Regions from separate parts of the Mus musculus genome. Here region 2 is linked to region 1. The links are chromatin contacts, called in public Hi-C maps. All regions are on one chromosome and are shown on one strand. The core of a region is the stretch at or near the end of the contact, and the rest is flanking DNA. Distances in the headings are between cores, read along the strand shown. Region 1 holds the start of Tmub1 (transmembrane and ubiquitin-like domain containing 1). Region 2 holds the start of Hadha (hydroxyacyl-CoA dehydrogenase trifunctional multienzyme complex subunit alpha).

Region 1 (6,366 bases), core at 1,758-4,257:
GCCTCTCTGCCTAAGCCTCCTCACTAGTGAAATGAGAACACAGCGCAAGCTCGCGGGGCGCGCGCCGAGCCCGAGTGAGCTATCTGCCAAGGCGCGGAGCTGATGCTGTCCGCGGGAGGGGCCCCCACACCCTGTCCCGGCCCCAAGAGGCGAGCAGCCCGTGGTCACCACCACTAACACCAGCTCCCGCCGCCCTCCCGAGGTCCGCCCCTCAGGCGCCACCCTACATGACTCCCCGGGCCCCGCGTAGGTCACTCTCTCAGCTGGTCTTGGGGCCCGGGAGCCGGGCTCCCCCCGCGGCCTCCTCATCAGCGGGCCACCGAGTCCGCCATCTTCCCAGCAGCCCCCGGATCGCCCCCAGACGCCAATCGCAGTCCAGCGCCAGGGCGGCGGAGACGTGGCTCCCAGCAGGCGCTGCGAGCAGAGGAGCCGCGAGCCCCGCCCTCCGCTTCCGGGAAATGCGCACGTCGCGGGGGCGGGGCCACAGAGCTTGCGCTGAAAGGTGCCGGGAGTGGCGGTCCTCTGTCCAGCCCTGGGGTAGCTTGAGCACTCAGGACCTAGGGCAGGTTCCATTCTCGTAGAACAAGGGCTCCCCACCCTCAAGCAACACACAGACACACTGGGTAGGAAAACGTCACAGTTTCTTTAATCTGCACAAATTCCAGAAAACAACTCTGCCCCTCTCGATTCCCCTTCACCAGTCTCCCAGTCCACCAGTTTCCAATTCAGCCTAGGCAGCTCTTTGAAACTAGAAGTATCTAGATCCTCTGTCAGCACACTAAGATGGGCCCATTGGGGTGCCCTGGCGGCCAAGGCAGCGACAGCAAGTGCCTGATCCAGAAGAGCCCACTGCCAGCGAAGGCTGAGGTCCAGCAGCCCCAGGAGATGGCCTAGAGCTATGAAGATCACACGGAGCGGCCTCCGCTAACACCCGAAGTCCTCTGCGGCGCAAAGCTGGGCTCCAGGGTAGTGGGAAAAGACAGGCAGCGGGTGAAGTGGGCCTGGGCAGACAGCAGCTCCCTTTGCGCCTTGGGGAATGAGGTCCAGAGGGGCTGGCTACACTGCCAAAAGCCCGTGGAGGCACTACGGCCGATACATGGCAAAGGCCAGGAGACTGAGGAGCAGGGTGAAGCCGGCCAGACCCAGGGTAGCGGTCAGGGGAAAGAAGGGCCGGTACTGGATCTGGCAGTACCAGAGCAGGAGCAGCAGCAGAAGCAGCAGGGGCAACAGAAGGCTGCCGATTTCCAGCCCGGAGGGGCCGGGCTCTGACCCCGGTGGGCAGGGAGGATGTGGGGGACCGACTCTCGTGGACACGTGGCAGTGGAGAACGCAGTTGGGGGGCAGGTGGAGACTGCCTAGTGTCTGAGTGTCGTCTCCTAGCAGTTGACCTTGGTAGATGAGCCGAACCTGCTGTTCCTGGCCTGGAAACTGGGTCCTGAGGAGAGAGGGACCTGGGTAAGAGAGCAGGCCTCAGGCAGTCCTGGCCCATTGTTCAGAGGACCAATCCCAATTTTCACCACCCCTACACCTGACCACCCAGATCCTGGCCTCTGGGGGACAGATTAACAGGAATGGTGTATAATGTGAGGAGACAGATTTTTCAAACAGAAAATAAGGGAGAGCTTCATAGGGTGACCCTTCTATAGACACCCACCCCATTTTTAGCATTTTGTTCTTACCCTCTTCCCAGCTTACCTTTTTAAGGAGCCAATGGTGTCCTGAGGCCAGGCCCTGGCTACCTGCTCAGAGTCATTGAGAAATTTCAACCGTAGAAGTAGGGGTTCCTGCGGAGAGTCTGGAGGTGTTGATGCTGTGACCCCTGTGTCAGGCTCTGGCTGTGCAGATGGACCTCTGTGTCTCAGGCTGGGACTCTCAGCCCCTGGGGCCTCCTCTCTGATGCTGTCAGAGGCTGACATGGCTTCACTGGGCTGTGCTGGTGTTGTGGTCCCCGGCGGCTGTGGTTGGGGGTCTGTACTCTCAGTGGTATGTGTTGAGACCCAGGCGAGGGCCAGCACCAGAAGGCAAGCAAGCACCGCAAAAAGGACAGTCACCTCATCGCCTACGCCTTCAATCAAGGCCATGGCACCCGTGCTGCTGCCAGAGGTGCTAAGGAGCTAGAGAGGTGCAAAGAACTGGTGAGGGGCTACTTCCTGGTCAGAAGTCATTCCAACTTCAACTGTCCTAGTTATTGTGTGTGCTTGCGCACCCAGGATGCAGCATCCTGTAGTCCCAAACTTGGCTTTTGGGTAACGTCCCTTCCCATCACCAGATTCCAAGTGCTAGCTTTGCTATCTGAGTTCTAGATCTTCATTCAGCACCCGATTCACCGAAACCTTACGTTCAAGAAAGGGCCTTGCTTTTCTAAGCAACCCTCTCCTTAAATGTAACCTTCATCAAACTTTACCCAGAAGCTTACCTATTCTTTGGTTCACTTCATCCCAAAGTTCACTCCTTCACCTATTTATAGCAAAGCTCATCTGATGCCCTGTCGCTTAAGTTTCTCTGATAAAAGTGTCTCTCTAGCCCCCTGCCCTCCCCCTTACCATTTACCCAAACCCCACCCACAACAAAGACCACTTCCCAAAGCTTCCTAGACAACCCCAAATGTCAAACTCCACCCTTGGCCAATCTGGAGTCTTGGGAGTTGTCTACTCAGCTCGGCACCTTCTCGGGTCCACCCAAAGCCCACCCCGCAGCAGTCTCCCAGCGCCTCCTGGGCTCCAAACCCAGAGGTCTCCAGACCCTTGATCCCTCGGGGAGAACCTAGACCTAGCCCTCCCCACGACTACTCCATCACTCCTCCCATCTGCCCGCCCCCCAGAGCTACTGGAGGGCACCAGCTATCTCGGGGCGGGGCAAGCAGGTCCCAGCTGTGGCCTGGGGCGACCCGGTGGGCGCGGCCACGCACAGCGACTCACCGCCCAGCTCCACCAGCTCCATCTCGGCTCCTCGGGCACTTCCGGGCCGAAGGCACCGAGGTCGCAGACACCTGAGGTCCCTCTCCTTCCCTGCTGCCGCGGCCCGGGAGCATTGTGGGGATTGTAGTTCGCCCTGTTTAGTTCCCGCCCTCCTCCCTGTGAACCCACGTGCCGGGCTGGACCAGATGTTGCCGGTACCCTTGGATCGTCGATGGGCCCACGGGAAGGACCCTGGGGTTTCTGCTTGTCCACAGAGATTTGGTCAGCAGCAAGAAACTCTATCTCCGCTGCCAGCTGCTGGAGCATCTGTCACTCCTGACACCAACGTCATCCTGCAGCATGTCAGAGCACCCGCGTTGGTGATGCAGTGATGAAGGCTCTGGGAAGCGCAGGTGGCCACTACCCAGCCAAGCCTGTGTCATTGTGGACGCCAAAAAGCAGCTTGGTTTTCTAAATTGACTCTGTTGCTGAGAAGGTGTAGGTTGTCTGCCCCACTTGCTAGGGAGAGTGCCTGACGCCAGCTGTCTCCTGGCCTCTGCTGCACTGTGTCCCTATGAGATTGTAAAGATGGCATAGACTTTGGAACTGAGTGTACATCCTGCGGTCTCATGTAGACACTCATCAGCTATATAATCTCTGGTGGGTTATTTAATCTCTGAACAAGTATAATTCTTCTAGGTCAGTTGGAAAGAAGAAACTCGTTTTATTAAATAAGTATGACAGCTCTGTAAAATTTATGTATTTTTTTGTATTTTGCTCGCCTAGTATTAATGCATTGGCTTCACCAAAACGTAAACTGAGAAACTGGCTAAGTATGGTGACATAGCCCTGTAATCCCAGCACTGGGAGTTTGAGGTAGGACAATTAGGAGGTTGAGAACTTTGGTCACCTAGAAAGACCCTGTTTTATTCTCCCACCCCTAAAAAAGTATTTCCACATAAAGGATATAACGATGGATCTGTGACAGCCAATCTCTGTAGATTTTTTCTTATTCCTTTGACTCCAATATCTGCAGAAATCTTGAATCCCAGATTTTACAGACCAGTTTTGACTTGGGAGTTTGCACATGCATGTGTGTCTGTGTGACTTGTCTCTGTTCTCTTATGCTAAGGGTACAGGCAGAGGCTCCCAAGCCTGGTTTCTGACATGAATACTGAGGAGTCAAATGGAGGCCCGTATGCTTGCAGAACAAGTCCCTAATTAGTTTTTTAAAAACAAGGGTTTGTATATCATATTTGTATGGGTGTTTGCCTGAGTATATTTAAGTACACCACACTCAAGCCTTGCGTCTCTGGAGGTCAGAGGAAGTACTAGAGTAATAGGCAGTTTTTTGGAGCCATGTAGGTGTTAGGAACCGAATTAGGGTCCTCTGCAAGAGCAGCAACAGGTGCAGCAAATGTTCTTAACTCCTGAGCCATGTCTCTAGCCCCATCCAGTCCAGTCTTAATTAAAGATAACCTACTCTGCTCTTCTATGGATGGGACCTCTGTTTAACTACTTCAGTTTTCAGATTAAGACCAGATCAAATATTGCCTTGGGCACATTAGTTTGGATTTATAAAGTAAGGAATTAACTTCTGTCTAGTTTCTTCATATTTCTTCATTTATGCTATATTTGAGTATATATGTTTTATATGCTAGGTATTGTGCAAGATACTGGGCATATAATGCTTTCTCTCCTTGCCCTCACTGATACATACTAATAGAGGAACAGATATGCAGATAGACAATCAATGAATGTTAAGGTAGGCATGTGCTGGTGGCTGGGGCAGCACTTTGGAGTGTTTCCCTCCCTCTCAAGTTCTGGGGAACTTCTTGCTGCCAATTCTAAGAATCTAACAGAGATGCTATAGGTTTGTTGGTTTGTATTTTTATTTTTCAAGACAGGGTTTCTATATGTAGCCCTGACCTGGAACTCTTGATGTAGAGCAGGCTGGCCTTGAACTCACAGAGATCTTCTGCCTCTGCTTCCTGAGTGCTGGGATTGAAACCATGCACCTCCACCACCTGGCCAGAGTATTAATATTAGTTTTAGAATTGTAAAGTAGAACTATACTTTTTTTTTTATGAGAAAAGCTATATTTTTGTTGAACTACTTCAGTTTTCAGATTAAGACCAGAAATTTTACAAGACATTCCTAACATCATACAGATAGAAGCTCGCATCACTCAATAGTTGGGAGTTGATTGGTTTGTGCCTGATCCTTTGGAAACTAAGAGAAATATGGGAAGGTGTGTAAAAAGTAAAATACTAGGAAATTTTATTTTGGGGAAAAGTCCAAGTTGCCCTTTGAAGTGGAAATGAGTGTAAAAAAAGATGACATGTGGGCTGGAAAGATGGCTCATCGGTTAAGAGCAGTGGCTGTTCTTTCAGAGGACTTAGGCTCACTTCTCATTATACCACACGGCAACTCAAGAGTCTCTATAACTCCGGTCCCAGAGGATACTGACCTTCACAGGCAGCAGGTACTTGTCTGTACATAATACATATATGTACACACACAGGGGATACACCATACACATATAGAGCTATGTGTAGAGCATTTGCCCAGGAGGGTTAGTAAGGCTCAGCAGAGAGGTCTGCAGGACATGTATCAATGGTGAACTGACCCCTTAAGGTCATATTGATTACTATGTTGATTAAGTTAATTAAAAGTTTTAAGTTTTTATTAATGGTCAGACCAAGAGTTGCTTTTCATCTCTGAAGTCTGTTGGTGTCCAAGCTCAGGGGTACAGAGTTAAAAGGCAAAATGCACAAAGACCATAATCTACATCAAAGTTAGATGAGGGTTATACAAACCTTGAAACATTTATGCCTGACATAGCATAATTATTTCAGACATAATAAGACTTTTTTTTTTCTTGTGACAGGGTTTTTCTGTGTAGCCCTAGCAGGTCTTCAACTCATGGATCTGCTGCCCCTGCCTCTGCTGGGATTAAAGGTGTGCACCTCACCACTGCCTAGTGTTGCTTTTCATTTTTGAGACAGAGTTGGTGATCTAGATTCTGCCTTCCTAACGCCAGGACTTTAGTCATGTACTCAGATTCAGCTGGTTTTGGGTTTTTTGTTTGTTTGTTTTTTAAAAAAAGGTCATATATAGCCCAGGTTGGCTTTGAACTCCCTATTAAGCTCAGGCTGTCCTTGAACTAATCCTCCTACTGTATGGCCCCTGTGCTGGGCTAACGTGTACATCATGATACCTGGCATCCTCTAGCAGATTTATTCCACAGGGTCATTCCCTTGCACATGCCACCTCCAGGTTTGAGGATCTGTGTTGGGGATGTGGGTTAACACAGCTGAAGACAACTTTGATAATGGGAATACAGAAGAACTGGGACACTGAAGGGTGATCTCTGGCCCTAGGAAGGCATAGGATAGACAGGGTCTATCAAGAAAAGACAAGGTCTGTCAAGAAAAATTATGAGACCCATGTGGGTTCTGCTGAGTTT
Region 2 (6,366 bases), core at 1,975-4,474, 5.7 Mb after region 1:
GCAGAGTTATTATCTTAAAAATCAAATATTTGTTCTTTAAAGGTTGAAGATGCAAAGTGGGGTGTGGACACACACCTCTGAGGGCAGAGGGAGGCAGACCCCTAGGAGTTCCAGGCTAGCCAGATCTATTGAGATCTTGTCTCAATAAGCAAGCAAACAAATAATAGTAATAAAAAAAGAGCTGGTGCTCATTAGCCTATTGTTAAGCCATTTTAATTCCAGCCGACTAACTTCTCTTTGTGGTAAACACACTCCCACACACTTACACAAAACATACTCTAAACCAACAGAGACAAAAAGCAAAGAGAAAGAGCAGTAAATGAACAAACATTTAAAAAAAATCTTAACGACTATCAATTTAATCAAGCCAAAGTACAAGGTAACTGCTTCTGGAATCCAGCCTTACCCTAACAACAAAGCTTACTATACAGACGCGGTGTGAACTTTAGCCTACATTTTCAGTGCCAGCAAATGCAAAACCTTTGCCCTACTTTCTAATCATCTTCATGTGTAACTCAAGAAAATATCTACAAGGTCATATACAACTATAGTCAGTGGGAAGGGTTGGATTGTGCTGCACAACTTTGAAAACTGGAAACGTTACTTTAGTTTATAGAAATTTATAGCTTTTTCAAAATTCAACCCTGGGACAAGAAGTGAGAGTCAGATTTAAAAATAACTACTAATTGCCGTTCACTTCTTGTAAAATTGTTTTACCACTTACATACTTAGGAATTAGGAAAAGTAGGAATTAAATGGATATTAAGATCAACTTATGACTTTTTTGATAGTCATGTTAGAATAACAGTATTGTACAAGATCTCTTTCACAGTAAGTGCCATAGTTCATTAAGCATTTGGCAATGCCTCCACACACTCTCAGGGTCAAGGACAGACCTGCTGAGTCTAGACTCTAAATAGTAAATCAGGTGTACAGCTAATTTTAAATAGACTTTCCTGCATATTTTTTCAAAGTGCATAAGCTGGTATTAAAATAATCTGTAGCTATAATAGACTACATTTTCTTTTCTTTTTTTTTTTTTCTTTAAAGATTTATTTATTATACGTAAGTACACTGTAGCTGTCTTCAGACACTCCAGAAGAGGGCATCAGATCTCATTACGAGTGGTTGTGAGCCACCATGTGGTTGCTGGGATTTGAACTCAGGACCTTGGGAAGAGCAGTCAGCGCTCTTAACCTCTCTCCAGCTCTAGACTACATTTTCTTAATGAAAAAAAAAATACAACTTATATATTTAGATATGTTTCTATGTAGAAGTATAGGAAAATTTAGCTGTTAGCTTTTTATTACCTATGTAAAATGGATAGATTACAAGTTCTCAGCTATATATAGTCATTGCTTCTAAGGGATAAAAAACTAATAACATTTATTGAGAATGTATGCCTATGTGTTATACCTAATATAACTTCTTTAGATTTAACATGATTGACTCCATTTTACCAATGATAAAGATACTGAAATTAATTCCCAAGGTCACTAGAAGGTAAACTGTAGATTCAAGCCAGATGACAGAGTCCGTATTTAATGCTTTTAATTGCTCCATCATACTACTTCTCCTGTCAAAGAAAAAAAATCACTCTCATTCATTTCACAGATGGGAAAAGAAAGCCCATTTAGATGAAAGGGCAAAGTCAACAGCTAGCTAGTGACAAGAGAACATGTGACCCAATCACCACTCCAGTGCTAACCTGGCTGCCAATTCATGAAAGTACCTTACATCAAATACAGGACCATAGGTGCCTTTTTTCCCCTAAAACTGTTATAAATGTGGAAAAGGAAACACAACCAAGTGCAAACAGGAGACATAGAGATCGATGGATCTTTCTTTCTTTCTTTTTTGGTTTTTCCGAGACAGGGTTTCTCTGTATAGCCCTGGCTGTCCTGGAACTCACTCTGTAGACCAGGCTGGCCCTGAACTTAGAAATCCACCTGCCTCTGCCTCCCAAGTGCTGGGATTAAAGGCGTGTGCCACCATGCCCGGCTCTTTTCTTTTTTTTAAAAGACAGGGTCTCACTGTGTAGCCCTGACTGGCCTGGAACTATGTAGACCAGACAGGAACACAAAGACCCACCTAATATTAAAGGTGAATTAGCACCCAGTCCACTTCACTTTTTTTTTTTTTTTAATTTTTTTTTTTTTTTTTTTTGGTGGGTAGCAATTTTGGCTATTTACACATAATCGATCTATGGAGGTTTTTAAAAAAGTAGAAAAAGATTCAATCAATTAAATGCCAGGGGAGGGTAAGAGAAGTAAATTCTACACGCATCCCTTTTTTTTTGTGAGGAAAATTAAAGTGAATTCACGTTACAAACTAAAGTCTGGGAAGTAACTAGTATCAAGTATGATACACAATGAAGTTACATTTGCCCTTACAGATTTGGGATGTCTGGGAAAAGGCTGTTTTCTAACAACACCCCTTTAACCCTTTCACTGCCAGCTTGAAAAGGAATGCAGTTCCTGGAGCCTGACTGGGAATCGACAGAAATGAGATTAGAAATAGTTTCTAAGTGATCAAAAATTTTTTTCCTCATCAAAATTTCTTTGCCTAAGTCGGAGAACCTCCAGTTTCAACCTTCTATACATTCAAACTAAGATTACTGAAGTGGGAGAGCTGAGTTCTCTGGGGGGGAAAAATGGTTTTGACGGAAAAGATCAAGGAGTGGCATTGATCTGTAAGGCTAGTAGTCAATGTCACCGAGAAGGCTGATAGATATCTCTTATGGCGACTAACATGTAGTAGAGCCTCAAAAATGTGACAGGTCTTACTTAGTCCTCCGAACTTAGCGGTGTCAGGGCCAAGACAAACATTAAGGGAGACAAGAGGGGCGTGAGCTCAGGGCTACAGCAGAGACCTGCGCAAACTGCCAGACTAAGTGGAAAAGACTCAGGAAAGTTAGGGGAGAGCCTGACACTGCCGGAGCAGGGCGAGAGAGGGTGTGACAGTTCCTTTACAAGGACACAGGAAATAGGGTCTCGGAACAGTAGCCCCATTTCCACGGGTCCCGGGAAAGGGGTGGGAGGCAGACAGTGAGAGGCAAACGCTGCTCCCCGCCGCCCCAGTTCCTGAAGGCACTCCGAGACTCTCCCGAGCCCTCTCCAGGCTCACCTCTGGAGCGTAGGATCCTGAAGGCAGAGAAGCGACTGAGACTGCCAATCGCCCGGGACGCCACCATCTTGAGCAGAAGAGGACGAAAGCTCTTCTAGTGGGGGGCAATGGAGCCGAGGGCTTTTCTTTTCTGAGCCTGTCCGGCAGGGTGTCCTAAGTGCCGCCTTACTAAAACGCAGACTCTGAGTTGCCACCCGTCCTGTCGCCCTACCTCTTGCTCTCAACTAAGCGAGCCGAAAGGATGATTTCTCTGAAGGTGAGACTAAGGACCTCCGAGGAGAGGGCGGAGTGTCTGACTTTCTGCTCAGGCGTTCAGCGGGCAGCCCGTAAATGCCGCGGTGATGGCGGGCGGGGCGAGAGGGGGTCCTTGCGGAGCGGGAGCCGCCCCTCGGCGTGGGCGGACGTTTGTCAGTCTGGACTTGACCTTGTTGGCAGCGGCAGTTTTCGCGGACTCTAAGGTGCGGCAGCGCGCTTCTCGGTTTTCTTCTGATTTCCCCACAGGCAGGTGCCACTTTGCTCCCGACTCTTCTCGTCGATGCCCGCGGCCGCTTCCCTTTGCTGTGAGGGTCGAAGTCCCAAGAGCGGGACAGGCTGGTCCAGGCCTCCAGTGCGAACCGCCTCAGGGCGGGCGGTGGTCGCGTTCTCGCGTAGCTCGCGGCAGCGGTGTCTTCTGTCTGCATTTGTCACTTCAGGTTTACGAATGGATTGCGTGTGTGTGAAACGCTGGGCTGTGTCAGAGCGGTGTCGTTTCCCCTGTTGTTGACCTGTCTAGGCAGTCTGGCGGCTGTAGAGATTGAGAACGCGTCGTTAAGTGCGGGTCTCGGGGGTGAAAGCAGCCAAGACAGTCCTCCAGTCTGCTTGGTGATCCAGGGTTCACGGACATTTTCTAACCCAGCAAACATCTGGGCAAACCTGCCACCCCTCACTCTTTTTTCTGTGAAGTAGCCGTAGCTAGTGACTGAGACTGCGCCACAGGTGGTAGAATTAGTCTAGAACCTAAGTCTACTTTTAATTGAGAGTTCAGCTCTTCTGGGCGCCAGGGTGTGAGTTGTTTGTTTTGGTGCTGGAAAGATGAGCCCTGAAATAAACTGATTGTTTTCAAAAGAAAGTAAAGTCAGCTTCCGGTGTGTGCACCATTTTGTTTAATACGCACAAACCCCACGTTTCATTTGCACTTTCGGTGACTTGACAGGCTCAGAAAGATTATAATACCTTCTCTGTGGCAAGCCAGGATTCAAACAGAAGTGGCACTTGCTAGTTAATTGATTATTCTGCCACACAGGAAAGAAATGGCTAAAATGATTCTAGAAAGAAAGGAGCGTCCTGTTTTAAAGCTCTAGTCAAACTAAGTCTTCCACCACCAAGAACACTTTAAGCTGGTACTAAATGACCACTTCGGAGTAAATTGCAAAAAAGGAACCCTTTTCCCATACCACGCCTTCCACTACACCTATTTCATATCCTTTTTTTGTAAAGAGCCACACAGAAAATAGTTTGTTTTGTGAGCCCACCCTGTGCTCTGTTACATACTTGTTTTGTGTTGCCTGCAGCTTTTTATCATTTTTCCTAAACTAGAGATGGAACTGACAAAAACGGAACCATTCACACACATACACGTTGCAACTCTTTGAAGGTGTAAAAACCAGAGCTGGTAGAGATCTTGTTCATATGGGCCCTGGCTTCACAGTTAGCCCTTCAAAATTGGGGGGTGGGGGGTGGAGGGAGGGGGAACGACCCCAAAAAACAAGAAATCATGTGAAAGAAAAACACTTTTATTGAGGGTTTTGGGTTATATTTTGCTAATGCTTGATTTAAAGTGCCTTTTTTTTTTTTTTTTTTTTTTTTGGTTTCCTGCATTCTCGGTGAAATTATGAGATCTATCAAGTACAAAGGTTTTTTTGTTGTTGTTTGATAATTAGCACGTTAGTGCAAAGGCTTAGAGGAGAACTAAGTATATTTATATCTTCACCCACTAATAATAGAAAACACATAAATAAACCTTTCTAGATAAAAGGCAACATACCTGTATTTAGGTGTCTATTTAATTATCTCAACAACTCTAAAACTGTGTACATTTTACTAAAGGGCCAGAAACAGAAACGTTAAGCAACTTGCTTCGGGTCCTACAGCTGCAGTGAGGGAGGCTCTGATTTGCACTTGGAGTCTGTTCTTTGATGTTGTAGTAACTGTCAAGTCACCCCATCTTGCTTTTATATTCTTCACCTACCCTTCTTTCTCTTTTGTCTTCCCATGTGCCTCTGTGCTACCTAAGCCTAAACTACCCAAGTATTGACATGTTTTGAATACTTTTCTGTTAAAATTTCTGTATTTCTGAAGCTTTGTAAATGACAACAAAGGCCAGCCTTCCAATACAGTAGTATAGTTTTTTATTTGTTTTGTTTTTGTTTCGGCTTTTTTAGTCTGGGTCTCTGTATTATGTCCCTCTGGCTGTCCTAGAACTGGCTAATTCAGGCTGGTCCCACACTTATAGAGATCTGCCTGCCTCTGCCTCTTAAGTGCTTAGATTAAAGGCGTGTACCATTATGGTATGTGCTGCCTAGTGTGTATCACCTGGTGTACAGTCTTGTAGTAAGCCTTTAGTTTTTGCATTTTTATTTAATATGCATTATGGATGTCAGTATAAACATGCATATCTTGTTTTATTTTCTCCCAAACTCCTGAATATTCAAGATATATTTATGATACAGATCAACTATTTCTACTGATCTGCATTTATGTTAGTCCCAACTATAAATAGTTCTATAATGAGCATTTCAAGTATTCCTATAGAAACCAATTAGAGGAAATTTAAGATTCAGAATTCACAATCTGGAGCCAGGTCTGTAATCCTAGCACGCAGAATGATAGGCCATAGGTTCAAGGCCATCCTGGGTTAAATAGTAAGTACCAGCCTAACCAAGGCTGCCACACTTAAGCCCTGTCTAAAATAAGAAAACCCCGACTGTTTGTAGTTTGATGGGTAGCACAGGCACCTAGAGGACTAAGTAACCCAGGAAGATGATGAGTTTTAGGCCAGCCTAGGGTTCAGAGCCAGACCTTGCCTCCAAGTAACATGTAAATAGAAGTATTTAAAGATTTTTTTGTTAGTGTGGATATTTTAGTTTGATTGATTCTGGGGATCAAACTCAGGGTACATGATGGAAAAATGCCCTGCCACTGAGCTGTACTCTAAGCCCTGGGGATCTAATTGCTTATGAGAGCTACTAATTTCCTCATTTT

Evidence for each region. A called contact is a pair of places that touch in the nucleus more often than the background predicts.
Region 2: a Hi-C map of B cells shows a contact between it and region 1, with 5 read pairs. The contact joins the promoter of Hadha here to the promoter of Tmub1 in region 1. A contact is called at or near these places in 1 of 39 promoter capture datasets (cranial neural crest) and 1 of 484 Hi-C or Micro-C datasets (B cells).

Annotation. Positions count from the first base shown.
Region 1 is chr5:24,444,839-24,451,204 of GRCm38.p6, forward strand. Tmub1 (transmembrane and ubiquitin-like domain containing 1) reads right to left here and starts at 3,008. Exons shown (of 3, transcript NM_022418.3): 1 at 2,919-3,008; 2 at 1,696-2,114; 3 at 625-1,435. The coding sequence starts at 2,081. The coding sequence ends at 1,084. It overlaps Fastk (Fas-activated serine/threonine kinase), which reads right to left and starts at 397. Exons shown (of 10, transcript NM_023229.2): 1 at 228-397. The coding sequence starts at 309.
Region 2 is chr5:30,151,756-30,158,121 of GRCm38.p6, forward strand. It overlaps Hadha (hydroxyacyl-CoA dehydrogenase trifunctional multienzyme complex subunit alpha), which reads right to left and starts at 3,225. Exons shown (of 20, transcript NM_178878.3): 1 at 3,127-3,225. The coding sequence starts at 3,193. It overlaps Hadhb (hydroxyacyl-CoA dehydrogenase trifunctional multienzyme complex subunit beta), which reads left to right and starts at 3,498. Exons shown (of 16, transcript NM_145558.2): 1 at 3,498-3,584.